Linked DNA regions of Mus musculus: all the other regions are linked to region 6. Evidence: chromatin contacts called from public promoter capture Hi-C data. All regions are on one chromosome and are shown on one strand. Each heading gives the region's core, a stretch centred on a gene start, on an enhancer-like site or on the middle of the called end of the contact. The rest is flanking DNA. Distances are from core to core; before and after follow the strand shown.

Region 1 (4,765 bases), core at 1,468-3,967, 1.4 Mb before region 6:
CAGGGCTTTTTGGTATAGCCATGGCTGTCCTGGAACTAGCTCTGTAGACCTCAGTAGGCCTCGAATTCACAGAAGTCCACCTGTCTCTGCCTCCCAAGTGCTGGGATTAAAGGTGAGTACCACTACCACCTGGCCAAATACATTTTTATTTATTTGTTTATTTATTATATAAGTACACTGTAGTTGTCTTTAGGCACACTAGAAGAGGGCATCTGATCCCATTACAGATAGTTGTGAGCCACCATGTGGTTGTTGGGATTTGAACTCAGGACCTTCGGAAGAGCAGTCAGTGTTCTTAACCACTGAACCATCTCTCCAGTCCCACCAAATACTTTTTTTTAAATGAATTTTAAAAGTTAGTGTTTGAACAAAAGCAACTGAAGTTATAAGAATAGAATTTTATTGAACAGCTTTTAGTCCTCTTTTAGTGTGTGTGTGTGTGTGTGTGTGTGTGTGTGTGTGTGTGTATTTTGAGACAGGCCTTCTCTCCGTAGCTCTGGCTGTCCTGGAGCTATCTGCAGACCAGGCTGGCTTTGAACTCACAAATATTCATCTTCCCTGACCTCCCAGGTGCTAAAATGAAAGGCATGCACCACCATACCCAGCTGCTTTTACTCTTTTTTAAAGATTTATTTATTTATTATTAGCTGTCTTCAGACACTCCAGAAGAGGGCATCAGAGTTTGTTACGGATGGTTGTGAGCCACTGTGTGGTTGCTGGGATTTGAACTCAGAACCTTCAGAAGAGCAGTCGGTATTCTTAACCACTGAGCCATCTTACCAGCTGCTGCTTTTACTCTTATTTGCAGGTTCTATATTTTTAAGTTTTATTTGTGGGTGATGGGACATTAAAATCTTCAATGCTTAGGGTTCCCCCAAACCCTTTTTAAAAATATTTGTGTATATGAGTACACTATTGCTCTCTTCAGACATACCAGAAGGGGGCATCGGATCCCATTGCAGATGGTTGTGAGCCACCATGAGGTTGCTGAGAATTGAACTCAGGACCTCTGGAAGAGCAGTCAGCACTCTTAACTGAGCCATCTCTCCAGCCTCTCCCCAAAGGTCTTAATACAACACGGTAGAGTGGGGAATACTTGTAATCCAGCCATACCAGGGTGACACAAGGTTACAAATACTAAGCCAGTCTGGGGTACATAAGGAGCAGTAGGCTAGCCTGGGCAACAGCACCCTAAACATTGCATTTTCTTTACTCAGTAATTCAGCAAAGATATTTTATTTGATGAAAGTCATAACACATGTACATCCATTTTTATACAGAATGCCCACAATTTTATTCTTCCTCGTTACCATATTTTCTCCAAGCAAGACACCATTAATTTCCAGAAAGCAGTGTTTGTAAATTTGTATTAGTGCTAGTTATCACTTTAACAGTGCCAATCTCCTATCATAGCTTCCAGATAACTAAAAACTCAGAGTTCCCAGAATGTATACATGGAATACAGTATACATGGAATCCTAAATATTCTGTTAAAATGATTTTTAAAGAAGTTCATCCCCTTTGTTGTTACCTGATTCACAATATTCAGCTTTCGATACCTCAAAAATTAGCTCTAATCTTTTTCTTAACAACTTAAAGAAACACTGCCAAATTCTTGTAGTTCCAATTTTCCCTAACAGCCAACCTGTTGCTAAATGACTATCCAGATGTCTCTGGCTTGTTTGAATACTTTCACTTTACTCCAAGGAACTGGGTTACAGATGTTACTTGAGGATATATGTGCAGTGGCTGGTTCTAATTAGACCAATATTTGGGGGGGAGGGGAGGCGGAGGGGGGGTTTGGTTTCATTTTGACCACTGAATGCAACCATGCTGGTGTTTTTTTAAAAGCATAAAAGTATAGAAGGCAATAATCTCATATGCCTACAAGAAGACGTGAAAAGTACAGAAAATTGATGAATATGAAATATATGGATGCACTGGTCCTTTTACACTTAGACCACCATCCTCACCTCCACCTAAAAACAACCAATCCTCGGTGTAGTGAGTGAAAGAAATCCCCCAATAAAGACATAGCCTTTTTAGAAAACCTTTCTAACTCACTGTAAGCTTTGTTTAAAGTTAATTGCATTTCTCCTTTTCCCTCAAGACTAGAAGTTCACATTTTCTAGACCCTGAAGTTCGTCGGGATTTCTTGTAATATGCTTTCAGTTCTCATAAAACTCGGTCTACAAGACTTCTCTGCCCTGTGGTGCTGTCAGTTGTGTCGCCTCTGCAGCCCTGGCAATGACCTGACAGGTGCCAAGGCCTGTGGCAGAGCAAAGGAGTCCAGCAGCCCCGGGCCAGGCCACTCGAACTCGGCGAGCCTGGTCGGGGAGCGCCGAGGAGGGTGGAGCTGCCCGGCTCCAGCAGAGGAGATCCTACCCGTCAGCTGCAGGGCCGCCGAGCCTCTAAGGGCCTCCGCCCGCACCCGCGGCCTTAGTTACCACCACCGGGGTCCCGCACGGTAGAGGCTCCCACTCCAGCCAGCCCCAGAACAGCAGGCCAGGCCGGGCCGAACCCACCCCGCTTCGGCAGGGGAGACTAGCGAAGCGAGAGGGCAGGCGGGAGCGCCAGCGAACCCAGGCCCAGCGCGGGCAGAGAAGGGCGCAGGGCCGCGAGGGCGGAGCGAGCGGGCTGCCGGCCACTGCGCCGCCAGGGCGTTGGGCGGGGCGTGGGCGGGGCCCGGCCTTCCCGCTCCCGCGGCGCCCTAACTCGGCGGAGCCTCCTTAAAACTCTGCCGTTAAAATGGGGGCGGGTTTTTCAACTCAAAAAGCGCTCAATTTTTTTCTTTTCAAAAAAAGCTGATGAGGTCGGAAAAAAGGGATAAGAAACCGGCACAGTACCTTCAGAGGCAACCGTAGCAGCAGTTGCTTCAGCGGAAAAAGAAGCAAAGGAGGGAGGGAAGGGAAAGATCCTAAAGGAAAGACGCGCAAGTGTCTGTAGCGGAGAAGGGAGCGGCGATCAGAGATTTGGGGGAGTCGGACTACAAAAGAAACTGTCAGCTGCGGCTCGCGACCGGCCGGCGCAGCCTGCCTCGGCTCCGGAACCCAACTGGCTGGCAGCCGCTGTCCTGTCCGCGGCACTGATAGGGGCACAGGCCGGAGGACCGCCAAGAACTAACTGGCCAAGTGGCACCGAGCGCCCGAGCTGCTGGGCGGCCGCCAAGAAGTTGGCGGGACTGGCTGCGCCCGGGATCTGTGGCGACCGCTCCTACTTCCAAAGACCCTTCCCATCATCGGACGCCCCGGGAAAATCTGAAAGGGAGGGAACGACAGCGGCAGAGGCGACGGCCGCCCCTCAGCGAGCGCTTGCAGTGAAGAGCCTGAGCTAGCTCGGTCGTAGGCGGGAAGTTACTGGTGAGCTGGCCGGGTGCAAGAGCGATGCTGCCGCGAGCTACCCCAGCGGCTGGAGCCCCATAGACGCTTCCCCCTTCGCCGTGCACCGTCTTCAGGCTGCCGGGAGTCCCGGGACCCGGCGGGGCCGGCATGACGGGCTTGGCGGGGGTCTGCCGCACACCCACCAGCCTCCGGAGACCCGCGCCCTGCCCGGCTCCCACGGCCTCTGAGGCTCGGCGGGGCTGCGGCAGCTCGGCGGGCGGGCTCCGGAGGCTCTTCTGAAGACGCCGAGCCCGCTAGGGAGTCGTTGAGACCTGAGAGTTGAGGGCTTCAGAGCTGCTGCTCTGGTCTGCCCTCAGCGATCGTCTTTAACCCTCCCGAGCACGTCAGCATCCAGCCAGCGCGGCGCTCTGCTAGCGAGCGAGCAGCACTCTGGACTACCCCCTTCGGCTAGACGGATGGAAAGTGAGCTCTGCGAAGGACCTGACTCTGAAATTCTGCCTCAAATCACCACTGTGAACAAGGGTGGGTTAATACCTTTTCTACTCTCTAATACTTTTTCTTTCGCGGTGTTGTCTGAGCTGACCTAGTCCTTTAAGTCTCCGCAACATCTTCCTCACAGAGCTGTAAAGCTTAGGTACGTGACAGCTCTGCCTACATCTCACGTCCATAGTAATTAATCAAGAACTGCTTCTGTGTATGTATCTCTGTTGAATCGCCAGAATCCTTCTTAGGGGTTAAGCTAAAAAGCTAGAGAAGGAGCCCCTCTCCAATGGGCTCACTTTTGCTGAATAATCACGTGTGAATCGAGGGGCGGGCTTTTGGCAGGCCGACCTTACTAGTATTTACTACCAAGCTCTACTCCAGATTAACCATCCCAGTCCTTCTGTCAGCCTCCGATGCCATCATGCAGCCTGATTAGGAGCAAAGGAAAGGGGAAAAAGAGAAGCAACTAATCGTCTTTTCCCGATCGTCAGGACCCTAAAGAATGGCCGAGCCTTGGGGGAACGAGTTGGCGTCCGCAGCTGCCAGGGGGGACCTAGAGCAACTTACTAGTTTGTTGCAAAATAATGTAAACGTCAACGCTCAAAATGGATTTGGGAGAACTGCGCTGCAGGTTGGTATCCACAGAGGTGGGGAAAACAAGTTAATAAGGTTGCCTGGGTTTCTAAAATGACAGCTTTTAAGTTTGGAGGGGTACAGATCTTCACTGTTTTAAAACCTTCATGGTTGCCATATTTTATATCTTTAAGTGGATCCAACTCCCCAAAATGACGTACTTTGGAGAAACTGGTCAACTCCAATAACATCCTCGATATCAAGAGAATCTTAGGTTTGGTCATAATTTTTGGAATGCTTTTGTGACAATGGAGGTTTTAAAGTATTCTTATCGTCGAAATCTGTTTGTTTTGTGCAGTGTTGTTTTA
Region 2 (4,485 bases), core at 18-2,517, 1.7 Mb after region 6:
AGCCAGAGGTAAGAGAATCAGCTAGGTTTGCACATCTGAGTTCCAGGACATCGGAGGAAATGAAAATCTGCCGCAACAAAAAAGTCAATATTGTTTTAACTGCTCCTCTCACCCACCACACATTCCTGGTCAGTTTGCATCTTCACTGTCCAAACTGTTGAATTTCTGACCTATATATTCTCCCATCTTTGGAGAACATAGTACACGCTATTTGAAACTTAGTGAGGCAGAATCTCTTCAGACAATGGTGCCCCTGCAGATCTGAGTATCACCCTGCAAAGCACCCTCTGGCCAAACCAGAAACCTGCCCTCATCTACTCTGCTCCACAGTACTGTCACAGTTTTTAGTCCTCTGGCCCAGCCTGCTCCACCTGACCAGCCTGCACCTCAGTTCAAGATACCATCATCCGTGACTGTTAAAACAGTCTCTACTGGCCTCCTTGCATTCCTTACACTTTCAACTTAACACAGGCATTGGTAATGACAGTTTCTTGCTGCCTTTCGAGTGTACCGCAGATCTCACCTGTAAGAGGCCTTTTCCCTGCCTTCGCCCTATTTCAGGTACACAGTACATGAACACACACACGATCCAGTCAGGAAAACTGCACACAGTGTGCTTGCAATGCCTAGTGCCCTAAAGGTTTGTGTATTATGATGCCCAATTCATAGGCTCTGAGATGGATCATAGGGTCATAGGCTCTGATTTGTGTCAGGTGACATCAAAAGGCCCATGGCCATTCTGGATTGCGGGAATTTGCCTCCAAATACCACCAACGTCAGCGCAGCATACAACAGCGATGAAACTTCCAACCCCTGCTCTATCTTGGCCTTTACGAGGAGTGAGCGTACTGCGGTCACTTCATTCCTCTTTAGAACCCTAAGGCGGCTGAGCCACCAGGTCATCCCCGGGACCGGTCCAAAATGGGCCCTTTTAGGAACTCTGTGCCTCTAAGTAAGGGCCACGCAAGGATAACTAGGGCGGAAGTGTTGCTCTCAAACAGCGGGGGTGGAGATGGGGAAAGGTGAACTGCAACCGAGCACACGACTATCCAATAGCCTGTGGCGACTGAGAGGATGCACGCGAGACAGCAGACACCAGATCGTGGGTGCGCGTGCCCAGAAACTGTCCCTAGATTCGCTGGGCCCTTCCTAGCCACCCTCCAAGTCCAGCGGCCACCGATGCTCACCAGCAGCAACTCAATACCTGAGTCGGGCGCTCTTCAGTCACGCAAAGCCAGTGCGCCTGCGCCGACATGGCCGGAGCCTCGCCCCCTGTGTTTCTCACCAATCGGAAAGCCGCACTCACGGGAGGGGGCGGGATGCTCCGGTCCCACGCTCTGGAGAGAGGCTGGAGAGGTTTTCCGGAAAGCAAACCAAAGAGCCTCGCTCTCCCGCCAAGATTCCGGAAGTGCCCTCTAGGAATTAGCAAGGTTCAACTCTATGATCAAACCTTACTTTAAAGGATTTGAGTCCTGTTTTTACCGCCCACTGCTAGGCCCGGTCTATGTGGAGAGCAGGTTCATTGACAATAGCTATGTTTCAAATCTACGCTATGATTGAACAAGCCACAATTTAAATGAGTTTAAAACTATGAAACACTTGCATAAGGTCACCTGTATTACAATAGCCAAGGAAGTCTTTTTAAAAAATTTTATGAAGCAGAGATGGGGTTTAATAAAGACATTTTAATATAGGCTGAAGCACTAGGCTTAAAAGCACCAGGGGAACTGGAGAGCACGGATGTGGCTTCTCAAAGGCGAGTGTCCCTGAGTCTTGAAGATGCGACTTGAAACATTCGTTGCTGTGCTGGTTAACAACCACTGCTGTGCTTCAGAGAACCAGTGTTCGGTTCTCAGCACCCACAATCACTGAAACGCCAGCTCCAGGGAACTCCAAAACCTTCTGACCACTGAGGATACCCACCTCCACTCCCACACAAACTCACACACACATACAATGAGGCTGGGTCTTTTCTTCATTTACAAGATGTATATGTACATGGTTTACATAAGTGTGTTATGTGGTATGTTTGTATGTGTGTAGGAACACATATACACGTGTGAACTAGTGTGTGAAGGCCCAAAGCTTTCATAGGTGTTTCTCATCCATCTCTACCTTATACACTGAGGCTCTGAACCCCCTCTTCATGTTTCATGGCACCCACTTTACCTGATGAGCTGTCTCCCCAGCCCTCACAAAATAGTTTATGAATAATTACATAGTACACGCTACTGCTGCAGCTGTGGGGAAGCAGAGAATGGGGAAAACAGCTCCCAACATTCATGTTAGAAGTGATGGCCTGTAAGCTGACACAGTCAAACTTCAGCCGACCAAGTGTCTTAGTCTGCTTTCAGTGGCTGTGAGAAAGATAACAACCAAAAGCAACTTGGGGAGGAAAGGGTTTGTTTTAGCTTATGAGTTACCGTCCATCCCTGGGGTGGGGGTGGGTAGCGAGGAGTCAAGTCTCAGGACAGGAACCTGGAGACAGGAATTGAAGCAAACACCACTGAGAAATACCGCTTACTGGCTTGTTCCTCATGGCTTGCTCAGCCGGCCTTCTTGTACAACCCTGGAGCACATGTGCAAGGGTGGCACCTCCCACAATGCACTGGGCCCTCCCATGTCGGTCATTAATCAAGAAGACTGGCCTGCAGTGGAGCCTCATGGGGACAGTTTCCTAACTGAGGTTCCTCTTCCCAGATGACCCTAGCTGTGTCAAGCTGACAAAAACAAACAAACAAACAAATAAATAAAAAGCAGACAGTAGGGAAGTGGGGCAGTAAAGACTCAGAAACCAAGACAAAACCGGATTTTGATAAAATTAATTTTTAAAAATTACCACAAAAAAATCCATAGAAAGAAAAAGTAAGTTGCCGGTCAGAGGGTGTTAAATGTTCTGAAGACAATTTAACTTAAAAAAACAAAACAAAACAAAAATGGGGTAGGGAGCTGAATGGTGCATAGGGTGCCCACGGAAAGCCACCATGAGTGTGGCATTTTAGCAAAGACCTGAAGAAGGAGACCGTGTAGCTGTCTGAGGGAGAATGTTGCAGGCTTGAAACAGAGTGGAGAGGGCCCTGAGGAGGAGCTGCCTTCCAGTTAGCCTATTCAACAACAACCACACTTTCTAAACTGCCTTAAGAGTGCTGTACCCCTTGGCAAGACCAGACAACTGTGACAGTGACACAAACTGCTCTCAGCTCCCCCGGAGCTTCCCGAACAGCCTGTGATCTGCAGCAACACTGGGGTTCAGGGAAGCCCTGTAGGAGTCCAGGAGAGTGGGAGCTTTACTGAGGAAATTGTCTTTACCTGGGAGAAGAATGGGTCTGGCAGGCAGAGGGACCAGACACTCAGAGGCCTGGAGCAGAGTGAGATGACAGGGGTGACAGGTAGGTGGTGGGGCTGCATCATTATTTCTCACAACTCCTGGTGTTACCAGAATTATAAAGGGCCAGAACCCAGGTCCCCCAAACCTCAATAAGCCAGATCTGACCGCCTGTCTTCAACAAGCTAGGAGTAGGAGCTAGACGCCCTGGGAAGCAGACAGATAGCGGGAGGGGCCTTGGCTAGCTGAACTTCCCAAATGGCCAGCTTCATTCATTCTCTGCTTCCTGAATTGAGGCAAAAGCTGAGTAGCTCAAAACAAATGAAGACCTTGTTGGCTTTTGTCTCTCACCAGCAGGCTACATGGTGTTAAATTGACTCAACGAGTCACAGGCCTGTTCAGGACATGTCACACAACACCTGGCTAATCAACCATCCTTGCCTTCCTCAAACCGACCAACCCTAGGTTGAGGGAGGAAACCTCTTTATAGGCTTTAAAAGGCTAACCCGAGTCTGGCTTTTCAGCTTCCCCAGTCTCCCTTCTGCTTTGCACAGGGTCTTTCTCTCTGTGTGTCTGCTGCACATACCTGTTGCCTCAGCAGTAAATGCTGGTCTCCAGCTGCCAATTCTAGCTGAGGTCCTTGAGGTTTCTCAGATGCCCTTGTTGAGCTTAAGATTTTTCCTGCCTTTTAACTCTTTAACCGGCAGAGAAAAGAAACCCAGGCAGGACCTCTAGACTGTATCAATCCAAGACCCCTAGACTGCATCAAAGCTGTCCATCACTGTCTCCACTCTAGCCTGACCTGAAGGGTGAGCTGACAAATTGCAATCCACTTCCAGGAGACAGCCTTCTGGGTGGCTCAGACTTTAGTCTTTTCCTTCCCCTTGGTGTGAAATGCCTGGAAGAATTCTAATTTCTTAGGGGTGCACTGTTTCCATAGCCAAAGAGAGGAACACAAGTGCCTCTGTAAGAATATCTTCATTCCTTCTGGGCATGCAGGCTCCCCTGAGCCAGTGCCTGATACCCAGGCCAGGACAGTGCTGCAATCATCGTGTCCATCACTCCTGAAGCAAGCAAGGTTGCTGAAGTGGGGTGAGCCCAGGCATCAGTTCCTCAGAGTCTCCCGTAAGACGATTCTGAGTCCATGCTGAGTTAGAGCA
Region 3 (4,848 bases), core at 1,341-3,840, 1.0 Mb after region 6:
CTAAGAACTAAACCCAGGGCTTTCAGAATGCTAGGCACATGATCTACTGTTGAGCTATAATCCCATCCAAAACTTATGTGGCTTGGCATAGTGGTACAGATCTATAATCAAAGCATGTAGGAGACTAAAAGCAAGATTATCACAAGTGGGCAGGGAGCCTGGGCTACATAGTAAACTCCAGGCCATCCTCAGCTACAGAATAAGATCCTATTGTCAAAGGAAGCGGGGAGCAGAATTAAATAAAGGTATTTGAAATAACATCATTGTTAAATATGGGCATAAGAAGTGTGCTTATCAATTCTGTAGACATGACAAAGCTGAGATGTCAGCTTATATGCTAAGTAATAGAACTGGCCCTCAAAAGAAATGCTGGAGGGGCAGGGGCGTATAATACAGTTGTATAGCCTGTGCTTAGCATGTTCATGACCCTGGGTTCAATGAAGGAGAGGGAGAGAGGCAAAAAGAAAGGGAGAGAAAGTGAACAAGATAGAACAGTTTCATTGGCACAAGGTTATATCCATCAATTTACATATTGTCTATGGCTGCCTTTGTATGGCAGAACTGAGTAGCTGTCACAGACTATAAAGCCTAAAATATTGTTTGGCCTTTTATGACCCTTGATCTAGATGTATTAAAATTTAACTTGTTTAGTCCATGACAAAAATCAACATAAGACAAGACTAAGACAAGACTGGCCCAAAGGTAAAATTTAAAAGTGTTATTTAAAAAAAAAAAAAGTATTATTTTAGATTTACTAAAAGTTAGGCTGAAGGTGTAGACAATGGGAAAGTGACACTGGGCAGGCATGGGCCCCAGGCCTGATACCCAACAGCCAATAAAAACGCAACTTAAGAAGTTAAAGAGGTAGCACATTCCATCAGTAAGGGGTCCACGGGTACTAAGGGCCCAGGCACTTATAATGCTGATACAGCAAGCTGATCACACACACACACACACACACACACACACACACACACAACTAGTGGCTGGGTGCTAACAATGTGATTCACACCTAGAGTACGGTGCTCAGTTCAGAACCTCTCAAAGACATGATTAAGGTCCATACTGTTCGGGGCAGATTAAAAAAAAAAAAAACCAACTCATAAGCATGCTCCTCCAAATGAATAAATGTAATAAACATTTTTTAAAACTTCCAGTGCCCCCTCCAGTTATGCATACATTAAAGATGTACATCCCCTGCAAAAGGTTGACAAAATTGTGGTGTTTTTATATTTTCTAGTTTTACTATCAAAATTGGTGTGAATGTCTCAAAACAGGTAAATACAGGATATATATCTCATGTGGATAAATAATGTATAAGGGAGCATAATACATTTTCAAAAAAATTACAAGTCAGGGGTGATGCCCCATATACTGTGTAGGTCAAGGCTGGAGGATTAGAAGTGAGTTTAAGGTTTTCCTGGGCTAGAATAGACCTGCTCTCAAAAAACCAAAATAAATAAAAGAGTTACCATCTAGGGAAATGTTCTCATATCTATGTATATAGTAGATGAATAAGATACAGTGTGTTCTCTTCAAATTTTCAGGTTTTTTTTTACCTTATTCTTAAATGATCTAAGGAAAAAGCAAACAAGCACTTTAATACAGTGAATATAAAGCACTTTAATAAAAAATGAATATACCTGAACTACCAATATCTGTTCTTTAAAACCAGGGGCAGAGATTTGGCTTTCATTAAGGTTTTGTTGCAGTTAATGAGAAAGAGGCAAACCAATCCCAAGAAACCCATAAAACCACCCAGCAGACATGTTTCCACACAGCTCCAAGATGGAGGTTTGAGAGGCAATGCTTGATCTAAGCGAGGATGAATACCCTCAGGGACTCTCTACCAAAGTGGTAGTAGGCTCTAGGACACCATCCATCCTTCTGGGTTTTACAGACAGGGACGGTGGATTCCCTACCCTTTCCCAGGGCCATTGATTTTCTCTTTAAATATACAGTGTAGCCCTTTCTGGTACTTCTTTCAGAAAACCTCTGGGTCACGTCCTGGGTTGATTTTCTCCTTGACCAGCACCTTTGGGTCTGTGTGCTCTTACATCTGCCTGCCCCAAATCCTTTCCTACAGCATCCACTGGTAGCTCTGGTGTAAATTTAAAACCGGTCATTCTCTTTCTCCCATAATGGCAGCCCGGACACAGTCCTCTCACCTCCAAGACTCAAATAATTTCAAATAACGTAAATGCACCCACATTGACTTTAAATATTATTCCTGTTTGAGGTTGGACCGTGCTGATAATGTGTTACGTTTGGCATATTAACTGTCATTTGTAATTGTTCTTCCTTCTGAGGGTCAAAGCATCATTTCAGGGCACTAAAAGTTCTTGGGGAGGGGGGCCTAGAGAGAGGCCAGGCCCTAATCACTCTGTTCTCTCCCAGCGACATCGCTGCTCCACCCGCGGTCACCCGCCGCGCGTCTCCTCACAACCGGTTCCTTCCCGCCCGCAACCCTCCGCCGGCCTCGCCACCGGGCTCCCACCTCTTCGGTGCCCGCCCACCGTGCTGCACGGACCCGCTCGCCTGGGCCTTGGGTAGCTCCGCGAAAGGACCGGGTCCGCTCGCGATCCCCGCCCGTCACGCCCCGCCCGGCCCTGGCCCCGCCCCGCCTCGCTTCGCTTCGCTCCCGCCCCGCCTCAGCCTCAGAGGAGTTCCCAGGCGCGCGCCCTGCGCAGCCCCGCCCCGCCCTCTCCTGGCAGGGGCTCCGCCTAGAAGCGCCACCTCACTTGCGCGTCTTTCCTCAGGACTACCTTTACATTGCATTGCCTCGGGGAGGTGGGGGGGCCTCCAAGAGATCTCGGGGGACATGCCCTCGCGCGGGCACGCACACGCACGGCCCCGCCCCGCCCCTTTCACCCTTCCTGCGACCGCCCGGCTTTCTCAGCTCGGCTGTCCCAACCCACTCCCGGCCCCGCCCCGCCACATGCCCCGCCCACTCCAGATCAGACCACGCCCCTCATGCCGGCCCCGCGCACGCGCGCCTACCCAGCCGAGTTCTTTTCCCCCCCCACCCCTCCCTGCTGGTACCTCAGTCCCGCGGCGCCAGGTCGCCCCCAGCCCCTCCCTCTTGCCACCCTCTGTGTGTGTCCCACCCTCACGGGCTTTGTGGCCTAGGTTGCCGAGCCGCTTCCCGGTCAGCCGCTCAGTGGAGGAAGGAGCCGCCAGTGAGGTGCAGCCGCTCGCTGCCCCGGGCAGGGGCACAGGTAGGTGGCGGCCGCGGGCCGGGCCGCTCGCCGAGCCTCAGGCAGCGCGTGGGTGCGGGGGCGGAGTGTGAGGGGCTGGGGGAGGGGAAAGGCCCTAGGGACGAGGTAGAGCTCGCGGTGGGAGGGGTGGGAGGATGAAGAGGTAGGGGTGCCTGAGGTGGGCTTAAGGGTGGGGTCCGCGGCGTCCCGGGTTAGACTGAGGGTGTGTGAGAATTTAGGGTTCTGGGCGGGAGAGGGAGCGGATTTAGCTTAGGTGGACTTGGGGAGAAGCTTGGGTGGGAGTGCCGGGAAAGGGGGAAAGAAAAGGGGTTGAGGAGTGCACCAAGGGAAGGAGCTAGGGTTGGAATAGGGGGAGGGGTGGGGCGGGGGGGGGCAGGGAAGAAACTAGTTGAGGCCGTGGATTGGGAAGTTGGAGATAGTGAGGCGTGAAGAAAGGGGAATCTGAAGGTTGAGGACGCAAAACCGGGAAAGAGATGGGGAGACTAGGGTGCTAAGAGGAACCTCGATGGTGAGAGGAAGACTCGTGAGGAGGGAGAGAAGGATGGGGGCTGGAGACGGGTCGCTAGAAGACAGGTGGAGGCGGGGTTGAGTCTTTTGAGGGGCACGGGAGAGTCTGGGATGTGAGGAAGATGGGTAGAAGATCTGGGAGTGAATGGGGAAGGTTAGAATTTGGGGGGTGGGGGACTGAAATTTTTTCTGTTTGAAAAGCTAAAGAGTGGGTAAAACTATCAAGATGTGGGAGAGATTAGCTTGCTCTTGGACAAAGTATGGGCCCGGATAGGACATGAGTTTCTGCAGTTTGGGGGAGAAGGCAGGTAGGGAAGTGGCAAGTTACAGGGAAAAAAGAAGTAGTGGGAAATTGAATAATGGCGGTGACACAGAACAATGAAGATGGATTGTTAGTTGGTTAGAGATACTTTGGAACTACTTTCTCTTCGGATTTCTTCCTATGTTAAGAAAAAGTCTTTAAAAACCACTACATTTTCAAATGAGCCAAAGGTGTCTGCAGTCTTGAGATGAAGGTAGTGGGTTGACAGATGTTTTCCTGGTGTGTGGATATGGCGGATTTCTGCCCTGGCAGAGTGAAGGGGGAGCGCTTCATCCTTGAGTGAGCCCTGGTTCTGTTTCCACCCACTCTTCCTCAGATGACCACTGTTTTTTACTATAGTCCCTGCCCTCTTAACTCCCAGTTTGAGCCATTGTGAGTTCCAGAGAGATCAAATGGCCGGTGATGTTAATTTTGAGTGTTTTAAGAATATTTTTAAGGCTGATGTTGTATTTTTATTCTTGAGATACAAGTGGGAAGATCTTGTGCTTTGGAATTACACAGACCTGTGATTGAATTCAGGCTCTCTCACTTAGGAGTTGTGAGCCTTAAGTTCCTTCATTTCTCTGAGGCTCTTCATCCATAAAGTGGCAATACTGACCTCATAGGATCAGTGATTGCATGACATCATTTTATGTTGTACCTTACAGTGCTTGTTAGCTTGTAGGTATATAAAAAATGGTAGCTTTCAGTCACATCTGGAATCATTATTGTTGATCATTATTTTGGCCTACTTATTCTTAGAAGACTGATTTATTAAGGTTAGGTGTTCTTTCTGATTTTTGGTTTTGGTATTTTTTTTCC
Region 4 (4,980 bases), core at 1,446-3,945, 1.4 Mb after region 6:
CCTTGAAACAGTACCCTGAGCTGGCAGTCAGGTAGTGCTAACATCCCAACGACACTACACTTGACTCAACTCCACCAACATATCAAAAGCCACCCCTCCTCCTTTCTCCTTTTCAAAAGGATGTGAAAGAGTCCACCTATCAGCCCCACAAGACATCCAGGTCACACACTCAAGACAACTAGCTTAAGGCTCTGACCCTGAGCTTCCCTCCTGCCTGCAAAAAAGACCACAGGCTGCTCAGGCCTGGAGAGAGGGTCAAAGATAAGGAGAGCCGGTCCTGAACAAGCTACAGGCATCCTGCCAGGCCACCTCTGGCTGGTTAAGGTTCTCAGTAAAATAAGGCTTTGTGGTTGCAGGGATGCTGGGGGGGTGGGGAGACGGAGAAAAGGAAGGTCCAGTCAGTCTGAATCAGTGTCTCTACAGGAAGTGCGGCCCTTCTTGCTTTTCTCATGGTCCCTGGAAAAGGCCCAGTGGAGACCTCTTAAGGTTTGGCGTTTCTGGACGCAAACATAAGGGACAGGCCAGTTGCAGAACGGACCTGGTGTCCCCTCCACCCGCCCTGCCCCCACTCCTCTAATTAAAGCAGCATGCAGGATTGACAAAAAAAAACCCTTCCAGCTCTTTCTAAGCCCCCTGCTTGGTGCCCCAGAGTGAGATGGAAAAGCATAACAAAATTCAGTCAGTCCCCACAGGCGGAGAAATGCCAGCAAAAACTTGAGGCAGCACGCAGCCTCTTCTGCCCACTCTCCCTTGCCAAGCCTGGTCAGATCACCCAGGGGTGCTTGTCCGTAGGAGGCAGAGGCTAAAGGTAGAGGGCCTGCTCTGGACCCCCGTCTTTGTTCACTTGGACCCGGACCTCAAAACAAAACACACACACAAAACTATCACACAAACTTACCACCACCACGAGTGCAGGAACCCAGGCGGTTCACCCAGTGTGATGTTTTTTTCCCATCGAATCTAGAAAAGAGGGAGCGGAGGCAGCTTAGAGGGGCAGAAAGGAGGGGGACGCAGGGCCTTCCCCAGCCAAAAGGCTGTGAAGACCAACTAACAATAAATGCCAAAAGGTGATAAAAATTCAAAATGGTGGCCACAGTGGCTGCTCCTGAAAACAAAGGCTCTAAGAATAGTGGGGAGGAGGGGGTGTCAAGAAACTGGATGCTAGGGAAAGAGAAGGAGTCCCACTCACCTCTGATAAGAAGGTCTGTGCAGATTTCTGTGCTCCTACGTGCAGTAAATATTCGTAGACGTATAAAGCTAACCTGGAAAGTGAGGAGTGAGAGGAGAGAGAGAGAGAGAGAGAGAGAGAGAGAGAGAGAGAGAGAGAGAGAGAGGTCAGATCACATTAAGGCTCGCTCTGGACCCTGCCAGTGACTGTGAGCCCGGTCTGTGCCATCCCATTGTGGCCACGACAAGAGGTGAGTACCTATCACCCCAGACAGAACAGCTAGTGGGTGGGTACCACAGACAAGCTGCACCAAGCCGCGGGAGCCGGAGACCGGTCCCCAAACTTGAACTTCCAAGTGGCACTGGGACTAAACCCACCTAGGTCTCGCAAACTCGCAAGCCCCTTACAAGAGCCCTGCCTGAGCCACCCTCCTTTTCCCAGCCCACTTCAGCTCCCTGCTTTAGCCCAGCTTTGGGGTCCGAACGGACTCGGTCCCAGTCCGGGTACTTGGCGCGCTCTGGAGAGGGCAGCAAAGCGCCGCCCTCAGCATCTCCCCCTCAAACAACTGTCCCCCAAGCCTGGGGCCGGGCCGGCGCCGCCAGCCCAGCCCAGCCCAGCCCGGACGCCCCGGAGCGCACCGGGCTGACGGGGAGGCCGCTGGCTGGGTAGGGAGAGCGCTCCCGGGCGAACAAAGCCCCCGGCACGCACTCCTCACGCCGCGGGCGGACAAAAGGAGCCTTCGGGGCTGCAGAAAGCCACGCGCCCCCTGCCCGCACTCGGTGGGCAAAGTAAGGGCCCCGCGCCCAGCGGGCCGAGCGCACCGGCTCCGAGTGGGACCTCGCCCACCCTCGTCGCGGACCCCCGCGCCCGCTCTGCCCCGCGCCTACCAACTACCCTCGCCCACCGCTGCCCTGCCGCCCCTTCAGGGTGCCCCAGCCTCCGCCGGCGCCCAACAATGGGCTCTCCACGCCACCGCCGCCGCCGCGGGGCAGAGACCCGGGCCCCAGGGGCACCAGGCGGCGCGACCCCCGCGCCCACCTGCCTCCCGCCACCCGCGGCGCGGCCCCACTCGCGAGAGGCTTACTTTTCCCGAGCCTGCCCGTCCGAGGGCACCGCCGAGCCTTTGCCTTTGGCAAACATGGCTTGCAGAGAAGAGGGCGCCGAGCCCGCCGCCGCCGCCGCCGCTACCGTCCGGTCTCCCGAGCTGCCCTGCTCCCGGCCCCCTCCCGGCGCTCGCCCGCTCGCTCGCACTCCGCTCGCCGCGCTCCCTCCCTCCCAGGCGCAGGCTCCGCGCTCTTTCCAGCTGTCAAAGCGTCAGCCCCGGCCGCGGCCCCATCGCCCTGGAACTCCTCCCGCGCCGGCTCGGCCTGAGCTGCGCCGCCGCCCGCCCGAAGCCTGCAGCTCGCTTGCTCGCGGCCCGCGCGCCCGCCGCCCGGCTCCGCCTGCGCCGCCCTCTGCGCCTTCAGCACCGCTGCCGCTGCCGCCGCCGCCGCCGCTGGTCTACTTGGAGCTCAACCGAACGTGGCTGCCCCGGCAGGAGCGCGGCGGGCGTCCACGCCCCGCGACGGACGGCCGCGGCGGCCAATCGGCGCGCGGGGGCGGGCCTGGAGGCCGAGAGGGACGCCTGTCAGCACGGCCGCGCCAGTCCCGCTGCGCCTCCTCCGCGAGCCGCTGCCCGCTCGTGCCCCGGCCGGGGGAGCGGGGGGCGAGCCTTGGCGTTGGGGTGGGGCGGTGACTCGAGGGGCTCGGGCGTGGACTGGAGCACCCGGCCGGCGCGGCGGGGACTGGGCGCTGCGACAGCAGGCGCGGACCCCGGCTGGCCCGGCGCGCCCCTTTCCGCGTCGGCCTAGCCCCCAGCGCCCCCGCCTCCCCGTGCTGAGCGTACCCTCAGCGGGCCAGGACCCCGGCCGGCCCTGCTCCCCTCTCCGCCCCACCCCGGGCTGCCTGTGCCCAGCCCTGCCTCCCGAGCCCCGGCCAGGGCTGCACGCGGAGCTGGGCGGCCGAAGCTGGCGCCAAAGCGCGCGGCTGCTTCTTTACTAGATCGTTAAAATACTTTGGGAAACCCCAAAGTGGAGCCGCGCGAAAATGGCCCTTGGCGTGCTCCAGGCAAGCTGTAGGAGGGAAAAGAGGTCTTGGACTAGAGGGAAAGAGAGTTGATTTCTCTCAAATTTCTGAGGTTTGCTAGCCCTGGCAAGTTAGCCTCTCGCCTTTCCACGGGAAAGGGTTCCGTTTGGATGAGGGACGTCACCTGGACGCCTCGCGACTCGGAATGCGCGCCGCAGAAATCTCAAACTTCAAATAAATGGAGCTAAATTGGAGAGTAGGGGACCAGAGTCGGGCGTGGGGGGAGGGGAAGCTTCCATTGTCAATGACCCAGGTGTACAATGGGAAATGGGGGGTTGGCAGAGTGACCAAGCTTTTTGCTCACGACTCCTTTCTGTCCACTCGAGGAACCCAAAAACCTGCAGTGTATTCTCATTGGAGTCTCCAAATCAAAAACTGGTGAGATAAGGGATGGCTCCCCATTTTCATACTGTTTTTAGAGCGCGGTTCTCTTTAAATGTGATAAAACATTGTCGGCACTGTCTCTTTAAAAGAGTCAAGCAGAAAAGCTGTGTAAGCGCTGATTGGCTGCCTGTTTGGATACATCTTTAGGGGAGCCTTGAAACTGTTAGCCTAGGTTGATTTTTTTTTTTTTTAACTGCGCTGTTCCAATAAACAAGTAACGCCCCTCCCCCTAACATGCCTCACACCAAACAATTAAAGGATAGGTCAGTGTCCTGGGGAAAACACGTTTTAAGTAGGAAAACTCAGAACTAGATTTCAACAAAATAAACAATAATTCCCTACCATTAAAGTTTGCTTTTTTTGCCCTGCCGAAGAGAGAAAAGGGGTTTTTAAAAGAAATGCCCCACGGCAAACGGATCTGCACTGGTTCAGGAAGGAGACTCCGGGTGCATTTTTGGAATAATGTTCTACACTTGTAACAGCCTCCCTAAATTAGAATACAGCCAAGCACCGTGGACCCCTCTGGACTCTGCTCTCTGCTAGAAACCAGAGCTCAGACAGAAGAAGGGCAGAAAAGAGAAACACTGAGACCTAGTTTGGGGATGCCAATGCCAGCCCCTAGTTTAAAGGTTGTCTTGTCAAGAAAGGGAGAAGCGTGGAGGTTGGGAGTTGAAATACAATGGTAGGAGAGAAAAGGAAATAATTACAGTTATTTTTCCCCCTAGGCAGTTTAATTTAATAGGGCCAACTTAAGGTACCTTTAGAGCCCGCGCTAATTAAATCGGTCTGCTCATACCCTTCCTCTGGACTTCCATTTTTGATGGGCTAGGAATGGTCAGAGATGGTTTGTCAACACAGTGACTCATTGGTGTCTGCAGGTCCCGCAGATGAGGAGGACCAGTTGGGTCTTGGGGGAGGGAAGGCACTGCCCTTCGGGGGCCCACTGCCGAAGCCCCCTCTCCGGGTTGGCCATGCCTAGCAGCCCAAGAGCTGAGCCACCTCAGAGCCCCTTGCTCATCCTCGCCTGTCAGCTGGCAAAGGTCTGGGGGAGGAGGGGTCTTTTAAAATCTCTGGATAGTCTGATGTTCCAACAGGCTACTATTCCTCTTGCCTTTTCTCCTTTGCAAACGGACTGGCCCCTCCTTCCTGGGCATGTGTGAGAGGAAGGGGGGGGGGGCTGTTTGTTCGGAATCTCTGTGGTCTGCCCTTTGTGGAGGCTTGACAGAGTGAGGCTCCCAGTGGGTTGGTTGGCTAAAGGAAACAGTGAGAGAACCTAGGCAGAGAGACCAGAGGGAGGTGTCTTA
Region 5 (4,449 bases), core at 1,573-4,072, 1.1 Mb after region 6:
TTTTTGCCTGCAGCGCAATGCACAGTAACTCAGTGAGGGCCTCTAAAAACCAGTAAAATAAGTATTTGTAATAAAACTTCATTCTTCAGTGGCAACAGCATAGGGCAGCCAGCTTGAAGACTCGATTTCTACTTCACTACTTCTTAGTTATAGGATCTTGGCTAAGCACTTACCTTTTTACTCGTTTTTTTTTTTTGTTTTCTCAAATTTTCCTTTTTTCTTGTTTTTGTGACAGAATTTCTCTGTGTAGCCCTAACAGTCCTGGAACTACCAGACTGGCCTCAACTCAGAGATCTGCCTACCTCTGCCTCCTGAGTGCTGAGATTAAAGGTGTGCACCACCATGCCCAGTAGGAGAGTAAATTTTGAGCTGGGTGCAGCAGACAAGACTATAATCTTAGCCCTTGACATTTACTGATAGAGGGAAGAGAACAGAGTTAGCTGGAGGCCATCTTGGACTGTATGTCAAGACAGTGTCTCAAACAAACAGTCTAAAATATGCAGGTATTCCTAGAATTCAGAGGGTGAGGCAAGGATCCTACCAGAGATCCTACCTCAGAAACAAAACAAATTTAAGTCCAGGACAGACAGGGAGCCAATGATTTGGAGTTCTGGTTAAGAACAGCATTAATAAATTAGTGAAAATGACTTATCAATATCACATCAATTATTAGCAACTAGTGAATATTATAATGCCTAAGGCATCTGATTGGCATGGTGCGTGTGTATAGCCCCAGCAGCACCGAGGAACCTGAGGCAGGAAGGCTGAGACTGAACAACCAACCTGAACTGTAGGCAAATCCTGTCTCAAACACAAACACATCCAAGAAATATCCAAAGATTCCTGGTATCCGTATCTTTCAAATTATTTATGTCCCCAGTATTCTGTCTTACTCTACAAATTTCCTAGGAAAGCCTTAAAAGAGGGAACCAAACATTAACATAACATAAAGCAAACCTCAGCCTAATTCTTGGCCAATTGGTTCGGGTAGAATCTTTTGATGATGCAAGCTTTACTGACTGACATCTAAAGAATTCCTCTTACTCCCTGAGGTGAGCAAGGCAAGCCTTACACCCGTGACCCCTGACCTCAGCCTCCAGCAGGCTGTAATTTACAGGTGTCCATGACCATCCCAGCTCTTCATTTCTCCCAACTATTTATTAATTTCTAACTTAGAAATTTTAAGGCTAGCCGGTGCTGCAAGCCTTTAATCCCTGCACTTGGGAGGCAGAGGCAGGAGGATTTCTGAGTTTGAGGCCAGCCTGGTCTACAGAGTGAGTTCCAGGACAGCCAGGGCTACACAGAGAAACCCTGTCTCGAAAAACCAAAAGAAAGAAAATTTAAGGCTAATCTCAGTACAATCTTGTGGCGCCGTTTATGTTTTGCTTGTAATTGATGACCCTCAGATGGGTAAGGGGGACAAAATGCTTGAAGGTACAGAATTTACACTTTTTAATATCAAAGACAGGAAAGCACTTGTCAATATGGAACATTCTAAAGTCACTGGGACTGCCATTCTAGTCACTTTGTACCTTTAGAAGGCAAAGAGGGAGAGCCACAATGGTTAAGCAAATAGCATACAGAAGACAAGGCCAAAAAAAAAAAAAAAAAAAACCACGCGCATCAGCGAAAGCCCTTACAAAGCCAGGTGGGGAGGGGCATAAACCCTAATTATATATGGAAAATGAGTGGGGAGAACCACCAAGCAATTTAGAATGTTGAGTAAACAGAATTCATAAGAAACTGGAAAACAACTTAAGAAGGCAGAATTAAAGGCTAGGCAGCGGCTGCGGGCAGGGACCAGGGTTAGGGATCGGTCTCTCCTCTAGCTACACAGTATAGGTTTTCCGTAGGACAGTAGAATTTCCTGATCCACTCCACGATTCCTTATCTTCTGCACTGAGTGACGTTTATTTTACTTTATTGTTTTTTGAAGACAGACCCCCCCCCCCCCAACCGCCGCCTCACAAAGGCATCCAGTCCCTTGCGGCAGCGTCTCACACACACTCAACACAGACAGGAAGTCCTCCCTTCCACGGTGTCTGGTAACTACTGAGGCTGACTTCACACTTCAGACCGCAAAGGAATTGTCAAGCTTTCTCCGACTCGGGGAACACAACGCGCTTCGTCCCAGAGAGGCGCGCCATCAACCCAGACTGGAAGGCACTATTTTGTGCACGCCTGCGTCCGCGCCATCCTCCCCACCCCCGCGCTGCTAGTTAGGTCAGGACCTCGCGTTCATCCTCCATCTACCCTAGCAAGCGATCGCCTCCCTGGCGGTCCCGCGGGCTCCCAAGGGCTCGCCGATTCCGCACATTTGTGTCCCCCCCCCCAACCCCCAGCCTATCGCCGAGACCTGCAGCACAAACTTCCGGCAATTTCCGCAGGAGCAAGGAAAACTGCAGCTGCACCGAGTGGGCAGCGGCTGAAGCACAGCTTCACCACTAGGGCCCCGGCGCTGACCCCGAGGTGGAACGACGCGAGCTGGGGCACCGAGGGATGAGGGGAACTCGGGACGGATGGGCCCTGCCTACCTTCGGGTAGGTGTGCAAGGGGTAGGTCAGCTGACAGGCCCGGTGACAGGACGCTGTGTCTCCCAGGACCGAGTCAAAGGCTTCGGCCGCTGCAGTCCCCGAGCCTCCGGCCAGCGCCATAGTCAACAGCAGCAGCGGCGGGAGCCCCAGTTGGGCCTGGACCCAAAGCTTCCCCTTTGGCGCCGCCATCTTGTTCCCCTCTGTCACAGCAGCTCGAATTGTTGCTGTTTTCTTTTCAGGCTTTCTCCTTCTTCCGGGCCAGCCCCTTTCCCCGCCCCTCCGGCCCGCGCTTCCGCCTCCGAGAGCTCCTCGGCCCCGCCCCGGTCCGCCCAATCGGCTGCCTCCTGGCCGGTCTCTGGGACGGAAAACCTCTCGTGGGCGGGCTTGGGGACCCGGCCGACCATCTCAGCCTTGGGCTCAGAGCCGCGCCTGCCCCTTTCTCCGTGCCAGGCCGACTGGGGCCAGTAGTTCTCGGCGGCTTGGAGCGAGCTGAGGGGTGTTGCTTCCCTCAACCACAGCTTCCGCACGCCTCGCAGTGCGTTCTGGGAAGTGTAGTTCCTGCGGGTCACCAGCGAGGAACTGGGCCCCGGAAGAAGTGTACAAATAGTTACAACGCGCGGCCCGGGTGGAGGTCCCGAGGAGTCAAGAGACCAAACAGCGTAGGCAGGCTGATTTTCCCGGTGGGTCTCACGTCGAGCTCTGATTGGATAAGCCCTTTCCAGGCCTCCTAGTGCTGGGGCCAAGGCCTTGCTCGTGGAAGGGTTGGGATTCTCTGACACACAACACTGGTTTCTGAAGCAGCTTCTGTATTGCGCCGGGGTCTGGAGATGGTTGTTGTGGGCCTTAGAGTAATTCTTAGGATTGGGGCTGCCGCGGAGTGGGTGTAAAGAGGGGTTCACTGAGCCCAGTGGAACCCTAACTTCATCACAACTCAACCTGAACTGGAAAAGGATTTCAGAAGTCACCCCATTACCCCGGGTAGTGGAATCCAACTCCCTCCCTAGCATGCCCCTCTGGATCTTAGGAACTTAACCCAGGAAGTAAACTTAATTATAGTTTCAGAAGAGATTTCCTCTTTCGAGAAGAAGTCTTATTTCCTGTAAATACCATCCAAAAGCCTTCATAATTCAGACGTGTTTAGAAAATCCAGTCGTGTCACTTCTGGGAATACACATCTCAACCTTAATAAAGTTTCACCCTGTTTCTTGAATAGAATACTCCTCAAGCACCTGAAGGTAGGCGGAGCCCCCAGCAATGGATAAATTCGTCATTCGAACGCCTAGGATCCAGAATAGCCCGAAGAAGAAACTCGGAGAAAAGGTTTACAAGCAAGCCACGATTGAGTCGTTGAAGGTGAGAAGGAATGTGGGGTCAGAGAAAATGTGCACAGGACTGTCATAAAGAGATAGGGCCAACAGGTTCCATTGTAGGGAATCATGACTTTTTGTTAAGCACCCTTCAGGGACCATTTTTCTTTCTTACATACCCTGTACAGACTTTTATCAGTTCCTGTACCTCTGCTACCCTGAATTAATCCAATTCTGGCTTTAGGGTATGGTTGCTAGCTGACAGGATCACTACCCCCCTTTGTTAAGTTTTTTCTTTTTAAGATGAATTTTTATTTATTTATTTTGGTTTTCAAGACAGGGTTTCACTGTGTAGCCCTGACTGTCCTGGAACTCACCTGTAGACCAAGCTGACCTAGAACTCAGAAATCCCCCTGCCTCAACCTCTCAAGAGCTGGAATTAAAGGCTTGTGCTACTATTCCTGGCCAAGATTTATTCTTATGTGTGTCTGTGTCTGTGTGTGGATATGGTCACTAGTGGCTTTGGCTCTCTTTGGAGCTGTAGTGATAGTGATTGTGCACTACCTAAAGTAGAAATTTGAGGTCCTGGAAACTGAACTAAAGTCCTC
Region 6 (4,870 bases), core at 2,317-4,816:
AGAGCTGAGCTGTTTGAAAATCTCTGGAGAATGAACATATTTCTCTTTAAGATTAAAAAAAAAAAAAAAAAACAAGCCGGGCGTGGTGGTGCATGCCTTTAATCCCAGCACTCGGGAGGCAGAGGCAGGTGGATCTCTGAGTTCGAGGCCAGCCTGGTCTACAGAGTGAGTTCCAGGACAGCCAGGGCTATACAGAGAAACTCTGTCTCGAAAAACCAAAAAAAAAAAAAAAAAAAAACCAAACAGGATTTCTGATTTGGGTCAGAAAATCCATGAAGGGCGAACACAACTCTTTTAGAATTTTTCATAGAATTTTTTATAACTGGATTTCTGACCCTGGTTGGAAATCCCAAGAATTACTTAGAGAGCTAACACAGCTCTTTTAGAATCTTTTCTAGAAAACCCAAGAACTTTTTTCAGAGTAGCTTTTCTGATTTTGGTCAGAAAACCCATGAGCTACCCAGAGAGCTTTTAGAGTTTTTTCTGGCAAGAGAGAGGTGTTTCAGGAAAGATCTCTCTCAAGCAGACTACAGAGGAGTTATCTACAGAGAGCTGCTTAAGGGAGCCGTCTGGAGCAGACTACAAGGCTGCCAGCTTGCACCAAAGATTTCACTTCTAGTCAGTCTTTTGCTGCTCCCAAACACCCCTTTCTCAAGACCCCCAACCAAGCTGAGAGGAGGGATAGGGCTGGTGAGTACAGTGGTGGGTGCTTGCCGTACTTCTCAGCCTGCTGACCTGAGTTTGATCCCTGGGTTCCACATGATGAAGGAAGCCAGCTGTCAAAGGATATTCTCTGACTTCCATTCTCCATGTCACACACGTATGTACCTGTACACACACACACACACACACACACACACACACACACGGTGGAACACCATAAAGAAAGACACCTTATATTAACCTCTGGCTTTCACATGGGCATATGAACCTGCACACACCATATATATAAAGAAAAAACAGTGTAGTGATATACAATTTTAATTTCACTTTGGATGCAGAAGTAGATGGATCTCTGTGAGTTGGAGGCTTGCTTTGTCTTTATAGTGGGCTCCAGGTCAGCCAGAGCTAGTAAGACCCAACAAAACAAAACACCATCATGTGGGCTGGACATGCTCAGTGGTGGAACACTTGCCTAGCATGTCTGTCTGACCTGTCTAGGACTCAGTCCCGACATTCACACACACACACACACACACACACACACACACACACACACACACACACACACCTGATCTACAGTGTAGTTCAACTAATTTAAATTCATTCCTGTCTAGCTTGCTAATGAATGCCTCCTACTTTTCTAACTGCTGGCCTGGCTGCTTCCCCAGCAGTGTACCCCAAATACTTGCTGTTTCTCTTGGCCATGAGCTCATGAGCCATCTCTTTTCATGGCAGCTTCTTCTTCCTCTTCCTCCTTCTTTTATAAAAGAAATATTTATTTTATGTATATAAGCACATTGTAGCTGTCTTCAGACACACCAGAAGAGGGCACCTGATCAGTTTACAAGATGGTGTAAGCCACCATGTGGTTGCTGGGAATTGAACTCAGGGCCTCTGGAAGAACAGTCAGTGTTCCTAACCACTGAGCCATCTCTCCAGCACCCCCCTTCTTCCTTCTCCTTTTCTTCCTCCTCCTCCTCCTCCTTCTCTCTCTCTCTCTATGTCTCTCTCTCTGTCTCTCTCTGTCTGTCTCTTCCCTCTCATTCTTCTCCTCTCTCTCTCTCTCTCTCTCTCTCTCTCTCTCTCTCTCTCTCTCTCTCTCTCTCTGCAAACATCAATCAGCCAGGTAACTCAAAACTTGCCTACCTCTAATCCCTCCAGTAATTGGTTGTACCATTTTTACTTAACCAATAGCTTTAAGTTAAGGAACAAGGTTTGCACAACAAACGCTGGTAAATGAGAGAATTAGTACAGAATTTAGCATCACAATACACAGCCTCCCACCAAACAACCATCACTAGAGTAATCAAATCCACAGAGATTAAAAATCAGGACTATGCTAGCTTTGGGTGTGTCTCAGTAGTAGAGAGCTTGCATAGCGTGTGTGAGGTCATCAACTTAATACCCAGCACTGCTGCAACCTCCAACAAAAGGTAGCACAGTACTTGCCAAGGGACAGTGAGAAAGAATATAGGGATAGACATTCAGTTTTGCAAGAGCGGCAGAGTCTGAACAACTGAGGATGTTGCCCAAGAGGAGAACACTTGCACAGCATGTGCAAAGCCTTGTAGTTAATTCCCACTACCACAAACACGATGGAAACAATCAAGTGGCAGCCTTCTGGAGTGCCTGTTTGGCGATGGCTTCACCAGTACTTAATCCTGCCTGACCTGTATACTTGATAGTGATTAAAATGGAAGATGGTCCAGTGGCAAGAGGCTAGGGGGTTAGGTCTCCAGAAGTGTGCGCTCTGGAGAAACAGTGACACACTTCCTCTAACAAGGCTACTCTTCCTAGTATCACCAACCACCATGGGCCAGGCATTCAAACACAGGAGTCTATGGGGGCCATACCTATTCAAACCACCACAGCAGAGAAATGGAGAGTTGAAGCATACCTGGACTACATAGTGAAGGCTAGCCTGGGCTACAGAAAGGAAAAAGTATACAAGTGGAGTTATAGGTAGTCTGGAAGTCACTGTCAGTGATGGAAACTTATATAGATGTTCTGTTTTGTCCATTTACTTTGTCAGTGATTTGAAGGCAAAAATGATTAGTTAAATGAGCATGAAGAAGGAAATATCGGAGGCCTGAGAAGAGGGACTTGAAGTAGCTACCTAGAGGGTGGAAAAATATAGCATAGCTAAACACCATTTACATAAGATCAAAAGAAGGCAGCCAAGAGATGGCTCATCGGTTAAGAGCACTGACCCCTCTTCCTGAGTTCAAATCCCAGCAACCACATGGTGGCTCACAACCATCTGTAATGAGATCTGATGCCCTATTCTGTGCTGTCTGAAGACAGCTACAGTGTACTTGGATATAATAATAAATAAATCTTTAAAAAGAAAAAAGAAAAGCAGGTTAAAGAGGGAAAGCTCCATAGTCAAAATTGAGATTGTGGGGCCCGAGGATGTGACGCAGTAGCAGGCAGAATACTTGCCTAACATATGCTATGTGGAGGGACTCTTTCTCACAAAACAAAACGAAAACAACAGCAAAACAACATCATGTAACAGAATGCTAAAATCACTAAGAACGTTGACAACAAAAATTAATGACTAAAAAAAAAAATTAATGACTATGAATCAGAAGTTAAGTTTTGAAGAATGAGGGTAAGCGCTGCAGTCTTCTGGAGGTAAGATTTAAAGCTCTTCCAAACGGAAAGACTACAGCCTCGTCAGAGGGCGTTGGCCCCTTTAAGGGCTGGCGTTTGAGAATGGAGTCTACGCCGGGACGGGGCGGGGTCTTCAGGGGGCGGGACCACTTTGGGGCGGGGCGAGACATGCAAGGGAGAGAGGGGCGGGACTTCTAAGGGGCAGGGCGCGGTAGGCTCAGGGAGAGGGGCGGGACCTCGTGCGGGGGGGCGGGGCGCAGCAGGCGCGGCGAGCGAGGCGGAGTCTGTGTTTCGGTCAGGTTGCGGCAGCGGCTGCTGTAGTTCAGAAGAGCGAGGCCGAGGCCTGGGCCCAGCCCGGAGCCGCTGCCTGACCCGAGCCTCCTGGAGCCCCCGAGCCGGCTGATCTTAGCGGCGGGCTCGGGCTCCGCCTGCCACCGCACGCAGGACCGAGGCTGCATGCCGGAGGACCAGGCCCACGCAGCCATGGTGAGCTAGCGCGGCCTGCCCCCCACCCCCCGCAGGGTGGCCCGAGGACGCCGGGCAGCCGTCTCACCCTTCTTCCTGCACCCTCCCTCTGTCTCCTCCGGCTCGCGTTCCCCATCCACCAGTAGGAGCAAACCTCTTTGGGAGACATCCCTTAATCCCCCTTCTTTCCGGTGACACCCTTTTGTCCCCCGGTGACAGCCTCCTTCGCATTCTCCTCGTCCCCCCTTCCCTGTCTTTAACCCTCCCCTTTCTCCTCAACCATTTTAACCTTTCTCCTCTATGGTCGTTAGTCACCCCCACCCCCCACTTTTCCTTCCCACACTTTGCTTCCTTTCCCTCCTCGACCCTCTTCACCATTTTATCTCCGGCGCCCCCTCTTCCCCTTGGTCCTCGACCATCCGCATTTCCTCTGCCCCTTGTCGGATGTCCTCCGTCGCCGGCTCACACATCTGTCCCCATTTCCTTGTGCAGGTTTCAGAGGGCTAAGCAGGAGCAATTGGAAGGCAATTGCTACCCGGGAGCTGTTGGGCGGGTACATACAGATTAGTAACCTTTCTTTCTCCGTTCTGTTTTGGAGTGGGGAAGTGAGGGGAGATTGGCGGTATGGAAGAATAGTCTGGAAGCTTTACTACTTAGTGTCATTGCAAAAACCTGAGTGGGGTGTGTTACAGAGTACATCCTGTAGCCTTATGTGATTATCAGGCCTTTTGACAGAAATAGCCAAAAAGGGTTGTTACATTTTTATTTTGAATGTGTTTTCATGTGGAGTTACCGTTAGGGAAATTAAAAATCTTTTGTAATTTGCAGGCTTGACAGTTGTTGCTCAGAGCACATGATTTGTTTTTGTTAGGAGGCAGAGACCAAGGGCATTTGAGGTCTGAATATCAGCCTGGCAGTCAGATTGTGACAGTCTTTCGAATACCTTCCTCCGAAAGGTTGTATTTGTCCTGTCCTTTCTGTCCTTTCTTGGAGAAACCCTTTCTTTGCAAATTTTCCTCTGCTTCAAAATGGCTGTGACTACAGTCCCATTTTTAAGTGTTATCCGCGTTTTGCTGTGTATATATTGAAAGCATTGTTCTATCCTATACAAAATAAATGTTGATCT

Evidence for each region. Promoter capture Hi-C pulls out the DNA fragments that hold promoters and counts their contacts.
Region 1: a promoter capture Hi-C map of pre-B cells shows a contact between it and region 6, with 4 times the contacts expected there. The contact joins the promoter of Cdkn2c here to the promoter of Zyg11b in region 6. A contact is called at or near these places in 2 of 39 promoter capture datasets (neutrophils and pre-B cells).
Region 2: a promoter capture Hi-C map of pre-B cells shows a contact between it and region 6, with 2.5 times the contacts expected there. The contact joins the promoter of Pars2 here to the promoter of Zyg11b in region 6.
Region 3: a contact with region 6 is called in a promoter capture Hi-C map of hippocampal neurons, with 3 times the contacts expected there. The contact joins the promoter of Hspb11 here to the promoter of Zyg11b in region 6.
Region 4: a contact with region 6 is called in a promoter capture Hi-C map of hippocampal neurons, with 2.9 times the contacts expected there. The contact joins the promoter of Ssbp3 here to the promoter of Zyg11b in region 6. A contact is called at or near these places in 2 of 39 promoter capture datasets (hippocampal neurons and pre-B cells).
Region 5: a promoter capture Hi-C map of pre-B cells shows a contact between it and region 6, with 2.3 times the contacts expected there. The contact joins the promoter of Tmem59 here to the promoter of Zyg11b in region 6. A contact is called at or near these places in 3 of 39 promoter capture datasets (hippocampal neurons, liver and pre-B cells).

Annotation. Positions count from the first base shown.
Region 1 is chr4:109,664,708-109,669,472 of GRCm38.p6, reverse strand. Cdkn2c (cyclin dependent kinase inhibitor 2C) reads left to right here and starts at 2,717. Exons shown (of 3, transcript NM_001301368.1): 1 at 2,717-3,863; 2 at 4,316-4,455. The coding sequence starts at 4,327.
Region 2 is chr4:106,647,851-106,652,335 of GRCm38.p6, reverse strand. Pars2 (prolyl-tRNA synthetase (mitochondrial)(putative)) reads right to left here and starts at 1,267. Exons shown (of 2, transcript NM_172272.2): 1 at 1,205-1,267.
Region 3 is chr4:107,251,645-107,256,492 of GRCm38.p6, reverse strand. It overlaps Hspb11 (heat shock protein family B (small), member 11), which reads right to left and starts at 2,590. Exons shown (of 6, transcript NM_028394.3): 1 at 2,498-2,590. It overlaps Lrrc42 (leucine rich repeat containing 42), which reads left to right and starts at 2,960. Exons shown (of 8, transcript NM_029985.2): 1 at 2,960-3,218.
Region 4 is chr4:106,909,185-106,914,164 of GRCm38.p6, reverse strand. It overlaps Ssbp3 (single-stranded DNA binding protein 3), which reads right to left and starts at 2,695. Exons shown (of 18, transcript NM_023672.2): 1 at 2,253-2,695; 2 at 1,190-1,262; 3 at 899-960. The coding sequence starts at 2,308.
Region 5 is chr4:107,177,003-107,181,451 of GRCm38.p6, reverse strand. It overlaps Tmem59 (transmembrane protein 59), which reads right to left and starts at 2,822. Exons shown (of 8, transcript NM_029565.3): 1 at 2,535-2,822. The coding sequence starts at 2,723. Tceanc2 (transcription elongation factor A (SII) N-terminal and central domain containing 2) reads left to right here and starts at 3,086. Exons shown (of 5, transcript NM_025617.2): 1 at 3,086-3,214; 2 at 3,748-3,887. The coding sequence starts at 3,789.
Region 6 is chr4:108,299,786-108,304,655 of GRCm38.p6, reverse strand. Zyg11b (zyg-ll family member B, cell cycle regulator) reads left to right here and starts at 3,566. Exons shown (of 14, transcript NM_001033634.3): 1 at 3,566-3,765. The coding sequence starts at 3,736.